Regions from separate parts of the Mus musculus genome. Here region 2 is linked to region 1. A link is a contact called in public promoter capture Hi-C data. All regions are on one chromosome and are shown on one strand. The core of a region is the stretch at or near the end of the contact, and the rest is flanking DNA. Distances in the headings are between cores, read along the strand shown. Region 1 overlaps Pigv (phosphatidylinositol glycan anchor biosynthesis, class V). Region 2 holds the start of Crybg2 (crystallin beta-gamma domain containing 2).

Evidence for each region. Promoter capture Hi-C pulls out the DNA fragments that hold promoters and counts their contacts.
Region 2: a promoter capture Hi-C map of liver shows a contact between it and region 1, with 2.0 times the contacts expected there. The contact joins the promoter of Crybg2 here to the enhancer-like site in region 1. A contact is called at or near these places in 2 of 39 promoter capture datasets (hippocampal neurons and liver), 1 of 115 datasets of contacts at active chromatin or transcription factors (embryonic stem cells) and 1 of 9 other capture datasets (embryonic stem cells).

The regions. Positions count from the first base shown.
Region 1 is chr4:133,656,909-133,662,329 of GRCm38.p6, forward strand. It overlaps Pigv (phosphatidylinositol glycan anchor biosynthesis, class V), which reads right to left. Exons shown (of 4, transcript NM_178698.5): 4 at 4,517-5,421. Among named protein-coding and RNA genes, the nearest start is that of Pigv, 13 kb to the right of the region's middle. Within about 2 kb of position 3,748, at least 348 of the 459 cell types and tissues checked have an H3K27ac peak or open chromatin away from gene starts, as enhancers often do. A contact at or near this core is called in embryonic stem cells and liver, where this site is marked.
Region 2 is chr4:134,066,068-134,071,968 of GRCm38.p6, forward strand. Crybg2 (crystallin beta-gamma domain containing 2) reads left to right here and starts at 2,385. Exons shown (of 20, transcript NM_001162970.1): 1 at 2,385-2,469.

The DNA.
Region 1 (5,421 bases), core at 2,498-4,997:
AACTGTCCCCAGGGTCTAGGAAGGGAACCCCAGGTACAAAAATACAAATGACATAGGTTTTGTAAATAACCTATGTAAGAAACCCTCTTGCACCTTTGAAACACGTCTATAATCCATAATGTGTAAGTGGTATATAAACAGTTGTACTGTGTTATTTAGGAAGTAATGGAAAAGGTCTAATATACTCATTCAGTCTAAGCTCCACCCCACAGTTACCTGGCAACAGCAGGTGCCTGACTCACTGTAACAGGGGCTGCTCTGCTCTCTCTAGCTCTTGCCTTCTTGCTCCTACTCTGTCGGCTCGCCCCCTTCCCTCCTCCCTTCCTCCTCGTGCTCATGGGGCTGGCCTCTACTCTTCTCTCTCAGTCTCTCTTTCTCTGTCTCTACCACCCTCTCAGCTTCCCTTGCCATGCCCTGAATAATCTCTATTCTATACTATGTGTGGCTGGTCCCTCAGGGGGCAGGGATGACTCAGCATGGGCCAGCTGAGGCACCCCCTCCCCTCTTACCTGACTACACCTCTGCAAAACATGTTCCTCCTTTCTTTATCTTTTTTTTATAAAACACAACACTCAGTACTGATCAATTTCTTTTTTTTCAAGTGTTTCTTTTCTTTCTTTCTTTCTTTCTTTTTTTTTTTTTTTTTTTTTTTTTTGAGACAGTCTCACTATGTAAGCCTGGCTATCCAGGTACTTGCTAGATAGACCGGGCTGGCATAGACTTAACAGAAATATGCCTGCCTCTATCTTCCAAGTTCTGAGACTAAAAACCTACCCCATTCAACGATCTCTGATGTGTACGGTGGTGTACATGCATGTATGATCTCAACCTGGAGGATGGACAGTTCTGGGCCAGTCTGGGGGATGTAGAGTTCAAGGTCAATAAGAACTATTATGAGATGTCTCAAAATATCCAGAAGTAACATTTACCTTCCCATAAGGGATGGCTGAGTTTATGGATAAGAACTCCGTAGGCACGGGGACAGATGAGAGAAGTCAGGCTGAGTTCAGTGAGCTCACACAGCTTTAGTGTACAGTGGGTTGGCTCTGGAGCCAGATCTTAGAGTAATTCCTTGGCTCCCTTCAAGCTGAGCGCTCTTCCCTGATTCTCTTCCCATCTGCTGTAGTCACTCTCTGGCTGGGGATGTAGCTCACCAGTACAGCACAGCGCCTACCTAGCTGGCCTGACAGGTTTGCCCCCAGTGCTGCCAATGCTAACTAGGGCATGGGGGGAGATAATATACTCACTCGCTGCTTTCAACTCTTTGAAGATGTGTTTATTCTTATGTATATATGTATCTGAGTGAGTGTATGCCATGTGTGTTCAGGAGCCCAAGGAAGCTAAAAAGAATGTCAGAGTCCCTGGGGTTGGAGTTACCAGAGGTCTTAAGCTGCCCAACAAGGGTGCTTGGAACCACATAGACCACTGGAAGAGCAGTAAACACTTTTTGTTGTTTATAAAAAGATAAAGAGGGAATTGGTGGAAGTGTGGTTAAGGTATGGGGGAAGGGGGTACCTCAGCTGGCCCATGCTGAGGCATCCCTTCCCCCTGAGGGAACAGCCACACAGTATAGTAGAGAATAGTTTATTCAGAGCCTGGGGAGGGGAGTTAAGGGGGTAGTAGAGGGGGCTGGAGAGATGGCTCAGCGGTTAAGAACACTGACTGCTCTTCCAGAGGTCCTGAGTTCAATTCCCAGCAACCACATGGTGGCTCACAACCATTTGTAATAGGATCCTACGTCCTCTTCTGGTGTGTCTGAAGACAGCGACAGTGTATTCACATACATAAAATAAATAAGATCTTTGAGGGGGAAAAAAAGAGAGAGGGTAGGAGAGACAGAGAAAGGCAGGGAGAGAGGGGGAGGGGTGGGGGGAGGGATGTGGGGGGAGGGGCTAGAGAACAGAGGGAGCAAGAAGGCAGGAGCAAGAGACAGTGGGGGGCCAGGCGGTGAGCAGCCCCTTTTATAGTGAGTCAGGCACACCTGGCTGTTGCCAGGTCACTGTGGGGTGGAGCCTAGACAGAATGCTAACACTTTTAACCACTGAGCTATTTCTCTAGGCCATGGAGTTTAAGAGTGTTTGTGTTCCTATGTGCAATGTGCTCAGGAGTGCAGGTTGTCAAGGTTTCCTGGTGTTGTCTCTGCTGGAGCTACAGTGATAGGGTCTTGTACTTGGGTCCCCTACAAAAACAGGACTTGGGGCTCTTAACCACCGAGACATCTTTCCAGTTCTTTTTGTTTTGTTTTGTTTTGAGACATGGCCTCACTACGTAGCCCTGGATGTCCTGGAAATCACTCTGTAGACCAGGATAGCCTCCAATTCACAGAGATCCCCCCTACCTCTGCCTCCCGAGTCCTAGGATTGAAGGTGTGCACCACAGTAGGCTTAGATTTCACAATCTTCCTGCTCCATCTCACAAGGGCAGGGACTGCACGTGTGCACCACACCATCTTCAAATTAAAACTTTAATTCATCCTCGTTATAAAAAAAATTTAAGTAGAAAGATAGCAAAACATGTCCTTTATGCCTCAGAATTTGCTACTTCTGGGCCAGCACTCAGAGGGCTCAGTGGGGGAAGGGACTTGTCCTCAGGCCTGACATGCCCAGTTTTAAGGACAGCATAATAAAGAACTAAGACTCAACAAGAGGGCAATGCTGACTTCCACGTGGGCTATAGGATGTTCATGTTCACACACACTCACACACACACACACACACACACTAAAATGTTGCTTTTTAAAGAATTTACCACTTCCCTAATGAATGCTCCGGTGCACTGGCCAGCAACACTTGAGGACAGGAGGCGTGGCTAGGCCTGCCTTAGTCCAAAACAGGCATTAATAAACAACTGGTGAAAAGAATCCTTTTAAAAACTTAAGCCTCCACACTTTACATTTTTAGACCCAGACTTCCGCTGCCCCACCCCAGTGGGACTACTAGAGACCCGCCAAAGCTTCCCCTTTTCCCACCTCCATTAAAGAACAAAAAGACATCCACTTCTGGGTCCTCAGAGTGTCTGGTTTGTATTTTAGCAGGGTCTTGGAAGGAAATGACTTTTCTCTGAAACCGTGGCCGCCCCACCCAGCTGTGGCATTCTTAGACCTCGGGGAAACAGGAAGCTCCGGCCTTGGGCCCTTCACGGTCCTCCTTCAGACTATTAAAGACTGTTAATAGGCCGGTAAAGGGACAGCTGCTGGTCATAAAGTCAGCCCGCTCCTTACAAGCTGAGCCGTGAGCCTCCCAGGCCAGAAGCCCGGCCTTCTCCAGGTGTGCTTACCTAGCCGGGGTGCCCAGGTGTAGGGTTTCTTCAGTGATGGCTCTAGGGACAAAACAGGGGAGACTGAAGCTGCTCTGTAGGGGGTGAGTCACCTCTCCCAGGAGAGGAACAATCACTTCTGGTTACCCTCCAAACGGAGGCAAAGTGGAGCAGAGAGGGAGACCAAAGGATCCCGGCTCCTCCCACGCACTTTTTTTTTTTTGGAGGGGGAGGGGGAGTCCTAGGATTTGCAGCTGCTGGGGAAGAGGCTGCAGTCTGCCAGCTGGAGGGACACACTAGGGGAGAGGTGTTGTCTTTTGCCAAGAAGGGCACTTGGTGTCTTGGCAGAAGGCAGAGGGCTGCCCCAATCTGTGTGTACATTTTCAGTAGCATTTGACTCTGGACCAAATGCTTGGCTGTGCTAGTGCTGTGGTGCTGGGTGGGAATGCTCGTTGGCCAGGCTGGCTGGAGGCTCCCACAGAGGGTGCTGGGCCTGGGCCAGGAGCTTCCCTTCAGCTGGCAAGTTGAGCTTTCTGTCACGGTCGGAGGGAGTGTGTCCAAATTCCAACTCCGAGCTTTCCAGAAGCCACTGCTGACTGCCATCTGTTTTGAAGAATGCTGCTTATTGGAATTTTTGGCCCAATGGGGAGTAAGGATGGTGACACCGAGCCAAAGTTACCTGGCTCAAGAATGCACAAACGCTGCGCAGCAGGGACACTGTCTTTCATTTATACAGGGTCTTATTCTGTAGCTGCCCTCAAGCTCACCTCAAGCCTCAGCATCCTGGAGTCATCCTTCCTCAGGGGCAGGGTTACTCTTAGTAACCACAGGGAGCCAGGAAGCAGGGCAGATGCTACAGTAGACAACCTTGGACTGACTTAGCTACAAGGTTCCCCCATCAAGGCTGTGGGGTAGGTGCCTCTGACTCATGCAAGTGTGATCTTTGAGAATGGAAAACCAGTCACCCTGGGTTACCCTTTTCCACCAGGTGTCATTACTCTCCACGACAGCTTCTATTCCGAGTTGTTCCCAGAGGTGGGGGGGAGGCTGTTTCCAATTGATCAAAGGAGGACTTTCCCATTAGACCACTTGTGAGCCTCCATTTATCTTTTGTTTAAGGTAGCCTCAAGATTTAAGGCCTAAATCACACCCCAGGGAAGAAGTCTCCTCCTTAATTTCAGAGAAGGCAAAAGCTCTGAAGGTGGCTTTAGATCATACAGCTGGAAAGTGAGGAATGGGAGCCAAGATTCAGACCCTGTGCTCTGATCCAAGTGGTGTTTATTACTGAAATTAGGGCCTCGTGTGCTTTACTACGGAGTTCTAGCCTCAACCCTCTATAATTTATAGAAACTAGTTCGGCAGAGGTAGGAGGATCTCTGAGTTCAAAACCAGCCAGATCTACATAGCAAGCAAGTTCTAGGACAGTCAGAGTTACACAGAGGGACCTTGTCTTAGCTCCCCTGACTACCCCTCCTCCAGAAAAAGGTAATTCATTGCAAAAGGAGTATTTAGATTTTCACAGTCTGTAGGATAGACACAGACACACACACACCAGTATCATAAAGAAAACTTCAGGGAGCTGGAGAGATGGCTCAGTGGTTAAGAGCACTGGCTGCTCTTCCAGAGGTCCTGAGTTCAATTCCCAGCAGCCACATGGTGGCTCACAACCATCTGCAATGGGATCTGATGCCCTCTTCTGGTGTGTCTGAAGACAGCTAGTGTACTCATATATAATATAATACATCTTTAAAAAAAAAAAAAAAGAAAACAACCACCTTCAGAAACCTCTCACTTAGAGCAGGCTGTCTGTCCCCTCTTCCTTCTGTCACTACACTGCACTGACTCCACCATCCTGAGTGGGGCAGGCTGTTGGCCTGTGCTTTGATCAAACATTTAAATTTATCCACCAGGCCAGGCAGGGGTGGCTCACACTCAGTGGTGGGCCTAGTACTCAAGAGGCAGAGGCAGATGAATCTCTGAGTTCAAGGCCAGCCTGGTCTACATAAACTTGGTCTACAGAGTGAGTTCCAGGACAACCAGGGCAATGTAGAGAAACCAACCTTCTCTCAAAAAACAAGAAGACAGACTTACACGTGGATCAGTAGTAGGTTTAAGATTGCCTAGTACTTGTGGACTAGGGAGATCTGAGACCCCTGCACTGAGCAC
Region 2 (5,901 bases), core at 1,135-3,634, 410 kb after region 1:
TTCATTTGGTACCCTTGGGTGTGAGACGACTCAGTGTCCACTCCCTCATTCTCTCATTCTCTCATATTCTCTCATATTCTCTCATATTCTCTCATATTCTCTCATATTCTCTCTCTCTCTCTCTCTCTCTCTCTCTCTCTCTCTCTCTCTCTCTCTCTCTCTCTCTCTCTCTCTCTCTCTCTCTCTCTCTCTCTCTCTCTCTCCACCCGTAGGCTGAAAACCACCTCTGCCTTCCTTCCCTGTCCCCCCACCCCTGGAAGGGAAATCTCATCATGGAGAGGATAGGCTAGCCAGGGTAACCTTCCTTTCAGGTACTCTTGTTAATCCTGGGTTCTTTGCAAGAGATTGCGGACCCAGCCTGGGAATAGGAACCTTGCCAAGGTGCTGGGCGCCCTGGCACAGGTTGCTTAACTTTTCTGAGTCTTGCTTTGCTGAATGGGTATGGTAGTCAGAGATGAGGAAGAAGGGGGTGGCTACTGGAACATGCTTTGAACTCCATTGAGCTGGGCTGGCAAAATAACAGGGATGCTTATTAAGTACACGCCATTGGCAATGGTAATTATCCCACCAGGCTCTGCGGGCAGCCACGAAAAGAGGCGCCGAGACTCCCAAGCTTAGAAGAGTTTTATTTGTGTTGAAGTGAGTCCCCTAAAGCATCTTGGTAGGCTCGGAGCGGGGAGGCATGGCTTCTTCATAACTCAGTAAGGAGGAATGAAATTGAGGCCTCTCTAGGCGAGTCCTAGGCCACCAGAGGGGCCTCTGAGAAGCTGCTGCTGATGGCAGAGGCGCCAGTCATCTGTGCTTTGTTTTTCAAGTGTAAGTGTAGTCTTCTTTAATCCACAGACTAGGAGCTAACCTTCCCATCAACCCCAGCTAACGAGAGCAGGAGACTGAGGCTCCGCAAGAGTAAGTCACTTGCCCAAAGCCAACCAGCCAGTCAGAATTCAAACCCAGGTCTGTCTACACCCTAGCCACCTCCCCAAACCCCCTAAGGCTGCACACCTTGCAAAGAGGTCTCTTTGGCCCTGTGCAGAGCACAGGGTAACTTGTGGTTGCTGTGTGGAACATACTATGGATCTAAAAGCACCCTTAACAAAGCCAAAGCAAGGAGGTCCAGGTAGGGGTTGGTGTGCCAGTTCTGTGCCTAGGGAGGAGGACACGGGTGATCCAAACTGGCCCTGAGAGCTGCCAGGGTACCCCAGCATAGGAAGGCAGTCTGTACAAGGACGAGGGGGTGGAAAGTGAGCTGGTTTTAGAAGCAGATGGGAAACAGGCAGGAGGGTGAGGTGGGGGACATGGGGTTCTGGTTGATTGGGGTCTAGGTGAATACAGCCTGGAGTTGGAATGTAGGAGGTCCCTAGAGAGGAAGGAGGTGACTCTCAGGGACACTGTCCTTCTGGACCCACTCTCTGCTGGAGGGTTCTTTAAGCAGGTTTGACTAATGTGGGGAAAAGGGCAGAGTACAGCCGGGTAGCACGCGGGAATGTGTGAGCTCTGCGTGCACCAAGTACAGGTTCCTATTCAAGGGCAGATGGATTGCAAAGCAGAGAGAGCTTGTTTGTTGGCTGTGAGCTGAATGGGTGTGTTCCGGAGATACGTGCATACATGTGCTGTGGTGCCTGTGTGTTCTGTAGTGGAGCGTGTGGCTTGCACGCCTACAGAGCCCCTGTGTGTTTGTGTCTCTTGGTGTGTGACCATGTGTGTGTGTTGCTGTGTGTTCCTGGCTGCGTTTGTCTAGGCGGGTATCTCTGTATTTCTGTGCTGTGTGATGTGGTGGGTCTTCGACTCTGTGAATGCCTGTCTGATGCGCCATGTGTTTGGCAGCATGTGGGCCTGTGGACTGGTTTGGCCTAGTTTGGGGGTGACTCACAGGTAAGCGGGGAGAATCCCAGGACTTGTTGGGTTAGCTGAGATTTTTTTCCCACGCTCCCCCCACACCCCCCTCAGCCTCTCCCTTCCCATACCCACACACCTTGCTTAGAGGTCACAGGTCACCTTGCTAGCAAATCCACTTGTAGACGTGGAGAAGAGAGGGCTCTTGGAACAGGCCCTTGTGTTTGCAGGGGTGGTAGCTAGGTTACTGGGGTGTGTCTCCAGACAAAGGCAAAAGTGGGGAGCTATAGGCAGGCACATTCCAACACACATGAAAAACATCTTAGCCATCTTGACTGTCTAGGGATGGGACATGTGAACTGTCAGGAGGTGACCTCCCTGTCCCTAGAAGTATTCAAGCAGAAGCTATGACCACATGCTTAAGGAATGAATGGCCATCAGGGGGTGTTGTCCCTGGGTTGGGCTGGGCCTAGAATGGCATGGAGCTGATTGCTGGGACGTCATCAATACAACCCTGTGCGGACTGCCTTCCTTCAGTTTCCCCCAAGCTGTTTCCCTGTGGCCTTGCTGAAGCCCATGGGACCTTCCAAACATCTGACTCCTGGGATATCAGCTTCTTAAGAAAGCTAGCCTTGGGTGAGTCTGGCCAGGACTTGGCACTTGGCCCCAAATAATTAGCACTGAATGAATGAATGAGTGAACAAATCGGTTAGAGCTCAAGCTTTGTCGCTTGCCGCCAATGACGAGCGATCTGGGGGGATGAAGACAGGGGACTCTGTGAGGAGGAGGCTACTTATGTGGTGCTGAGTAAGGGACAAAGTGGGGGATCCCAGGGGAGAGAACACAGCTTCAGTGAGGGTGGCAGGGTCGGGCTGTTGTAAGGAGCTGAGTTTGAGCCTAGGGTGTCCATGTGTGTCTGCTCTCAACTGACCCTGGCTAAGGAAGTCTTGGGGGTCATCCAGGACTCCCCATCCTTATTCACAGGCTGTCAGAGGCCCCACAAACTCTATCCCAGACACTGGTAACAACCAGCAGTGGTCCTGGAGTTGAGTCAGACATCTGTGGGCCTCAGGCCCTTTCATCTATGCCCCCTTATAAAACCTGAGTCACTGCTGGGCCACAGGGCAGGTCAAAGTTCTGTTTCTTCCAGTTTCTTAGGAAGGAGGGAGGTAGGGAGTGGGGAGAGAATTAGGGCAGTGGGCCTATGTCTCACTCTGGGTATAGCTGTTGGGGGCTAGGTGAGCAGGGTCTTTGGGGTCCCTAGGTCTGAAAACAGCCTTGCTATGTCATACTTGGAGATATAAGCAAGGATTGCTCCTTAAGGTCTGAAGTGAACCCCAGGGCTGAGAGGTCCCCCAGTTGGTAGAGGGTTTGCCTAGCACCTCTGAAGCCCTAGGTTACATTCCAGAGCTGGGAAAAGGAAGGGTTGGGCATGCCTATCATCTGACCATTCAGAGGAAGTAGAGGCTAGAGAATCAGAGTTCAAGGTCACGGCTAGGGAGTGGACAAAGGTTGTCTGCAGTCAAACCTGACTACTCAGTCTTCTCAACCCACATGGTGGAAGGGGACAACCCACAAGCTGTCCTCACGTGCATCGTGGGACACACACACACACACACGAGTATCCACATACATGTGCACACACATGCACACATGCAGGAATGTGCACACACATACAGGCACACACACTCACCAAATGTAACTTAAGAAAAAAAAACAAGTTCAAGACCCTCTTTGGGAACAGAGAGTTCAAAGCCGCACTGGTCCACATGAGGCCCTGTCTCAAACAAATGAGCAAACCCTGGGGGGAACCCCAGTCAGCCATGCTAGTATATGCATATAATCCCAGCCCTCTGCTTGGGAAGGTGAGAACGAAGACTTGTTTTGAGTTGGAGCCCACAGTGGGCTACATAAATGCTATCAGGCCAGCCAGAGTTACATAGCAAAATGCTATCTCAGAACATCAAAAAGAGGGGCAGGCGTGGTGGTGCAAGCCTTTAATCTCAGTACTTGGGAGGCAGATTCAGGTAGAGATCTCTTGTGAGTTCGAAGTCAGCCTGGTCTACATAGTGAGCTCCAGGACAGCCAGGACTACAAAATGAGACTCTCCCTGAAAGTATAAAAGCAAACAAGTAAATATTAAAAAAAATTTATAGAGTAGCCATCAAAACACAGACTCGGTTTACCAGATAAATATGTAAACCTATATAAACATTTATATGGGGAGTTTGGAATGTGGCTAAGCTCTGAGGTTTGGGGTACAAGTCTCCACAGCTAAGGTATGACTGAAAAATATTTTGCATCCATCTGAACCTTATAAATCTCATTGGCAAAATAGGCGTGTTTGTTTATAATTTACTAAAGATTTATCATTTGATGTGTGTGTATGTGTGTATCTGTATATATGGTTATGTGTGTGTATGTGTGTATCTGTATAAATGGTTATGTGCATGTGAACACAGGTGTTCTGGGGCAGGAGGCACTGGGTTTCCCAAAGCTGGAGTTACAGGTAGTTGTAAGCAGCCCAACATGATGGCTGTGGACTGAATTAGAATCTTCTGTAAGACCAGCATTTCATTCTTATTTATTTATTTATTATATGTAAGTACACTGTAGCTGTCTTCAGACACACCAGAAGAGGGAGTCAGATTTCATTATGGATGGTTGTGAGCCACCATGTGGTTGCTGGGATTTGAACTTAGGACCTTCGGAAGAGCAGTCGGGTACTCTTCTTACCCACTGAGCCATCTCACCAGCCCCAGCATTTCATTCTTAACTACTGAGCCGTTTCTCCAGCTCACACTTAGCTCTTAGCTCATCATGAAGTCTGCACTCCCTGGATCAGTAGAACAATGAAAGCGGAAAGCATTTAGCCAGGTGCTCCAAGAGGGTGCCCTCAACACACGGCTGCTGCTGTAGCTACCAAGACAGAAATTCCCAAACCCAGATTTCCACTTTGGCAGGTGTGGTTCACTGTCCCCGTTTAGGGAAGAAGCTAATAGAGACTCGGATGAGGGAAGGGCACAAACAAGAGGGCTGAGAAGGAGACTCAGTCAGAGTGTCTGCCTAGCACACACCAAGTCCTGGGTTTGATCTCCAGCACTGCAAAGAAATAAGATCCAAGGCGCCAGAGAGCTGGCTCAAGCGTTAAGAACACTTTCTGCTTTTGGAGAGGACTGGGGTTCAGTTTCTAGCATTCATGTGTTGCCTTAAAACTGCTCATAACTTTCATCCCAAGAGATCTGAAACCTCCTTCTGACTTCTGTGGGCTCCTGAATGCATGAGGTGGACAGCAGGCATCCAGTCAAACACACACACACACACACACACACAAGTGGCACGATGGAGTGGCACGTGTCTCTAATCCCAGCACCTCTGCACCCCCCCACAACTTCTCCACCTATGGGGCAGGGGGGGATGGTTTCAGGGGAAAGAAATCTGAGGCGTAGTACATTGTAAGGCTGAGGGTATGTGTAGGGTCCTCTGAGACCCACAGTGGTGCCCTGTCTCCTGCCTACTTCCCATGTGACTCAAGTGCACACTTGCTAACATATAGCCACAGACCCCTAAGGGGACACTGGGAAGTTCATGAGCCAGCATTTTAGTTTGCAAAGCCAGTTTGCTCTCTCTCTCTCTCTCTCTCTCTCCTGTAAAACCCCTTGAAGTGTGAACTCAACCCACCAGGAGCCTGCAGTTGAAGAAGTGACCTGCCCAAGGTCATCTGCTAGTGATCGATAGATGTCTAGATGTCAGAGACCGGACACTGTCACTGCTTGAGGCCAAACATTTTTTCTCAGCTTCTCTTTTAAGAAACCTTGGAAGGCAGAGGCAGGTGGATCTCTGAGTTCGAAGCCAGCCTGGTCTATAAAGTGAGTTCCAGGACAGCCAGGGCTACACAGAGAAACCCTGTCTCAAACAAACAAACAAACAAACAAACAAACAAACAAAGCAAACACTTTGAAGGACCCAGGAGATGGTGGTGCATGCCTTTAATTCCAGCACTGGGGAAACAGAGGCTAACCTGGTCTACAAATCAAGTGCCAGGACAGCCAGGACTACACAGAGAAA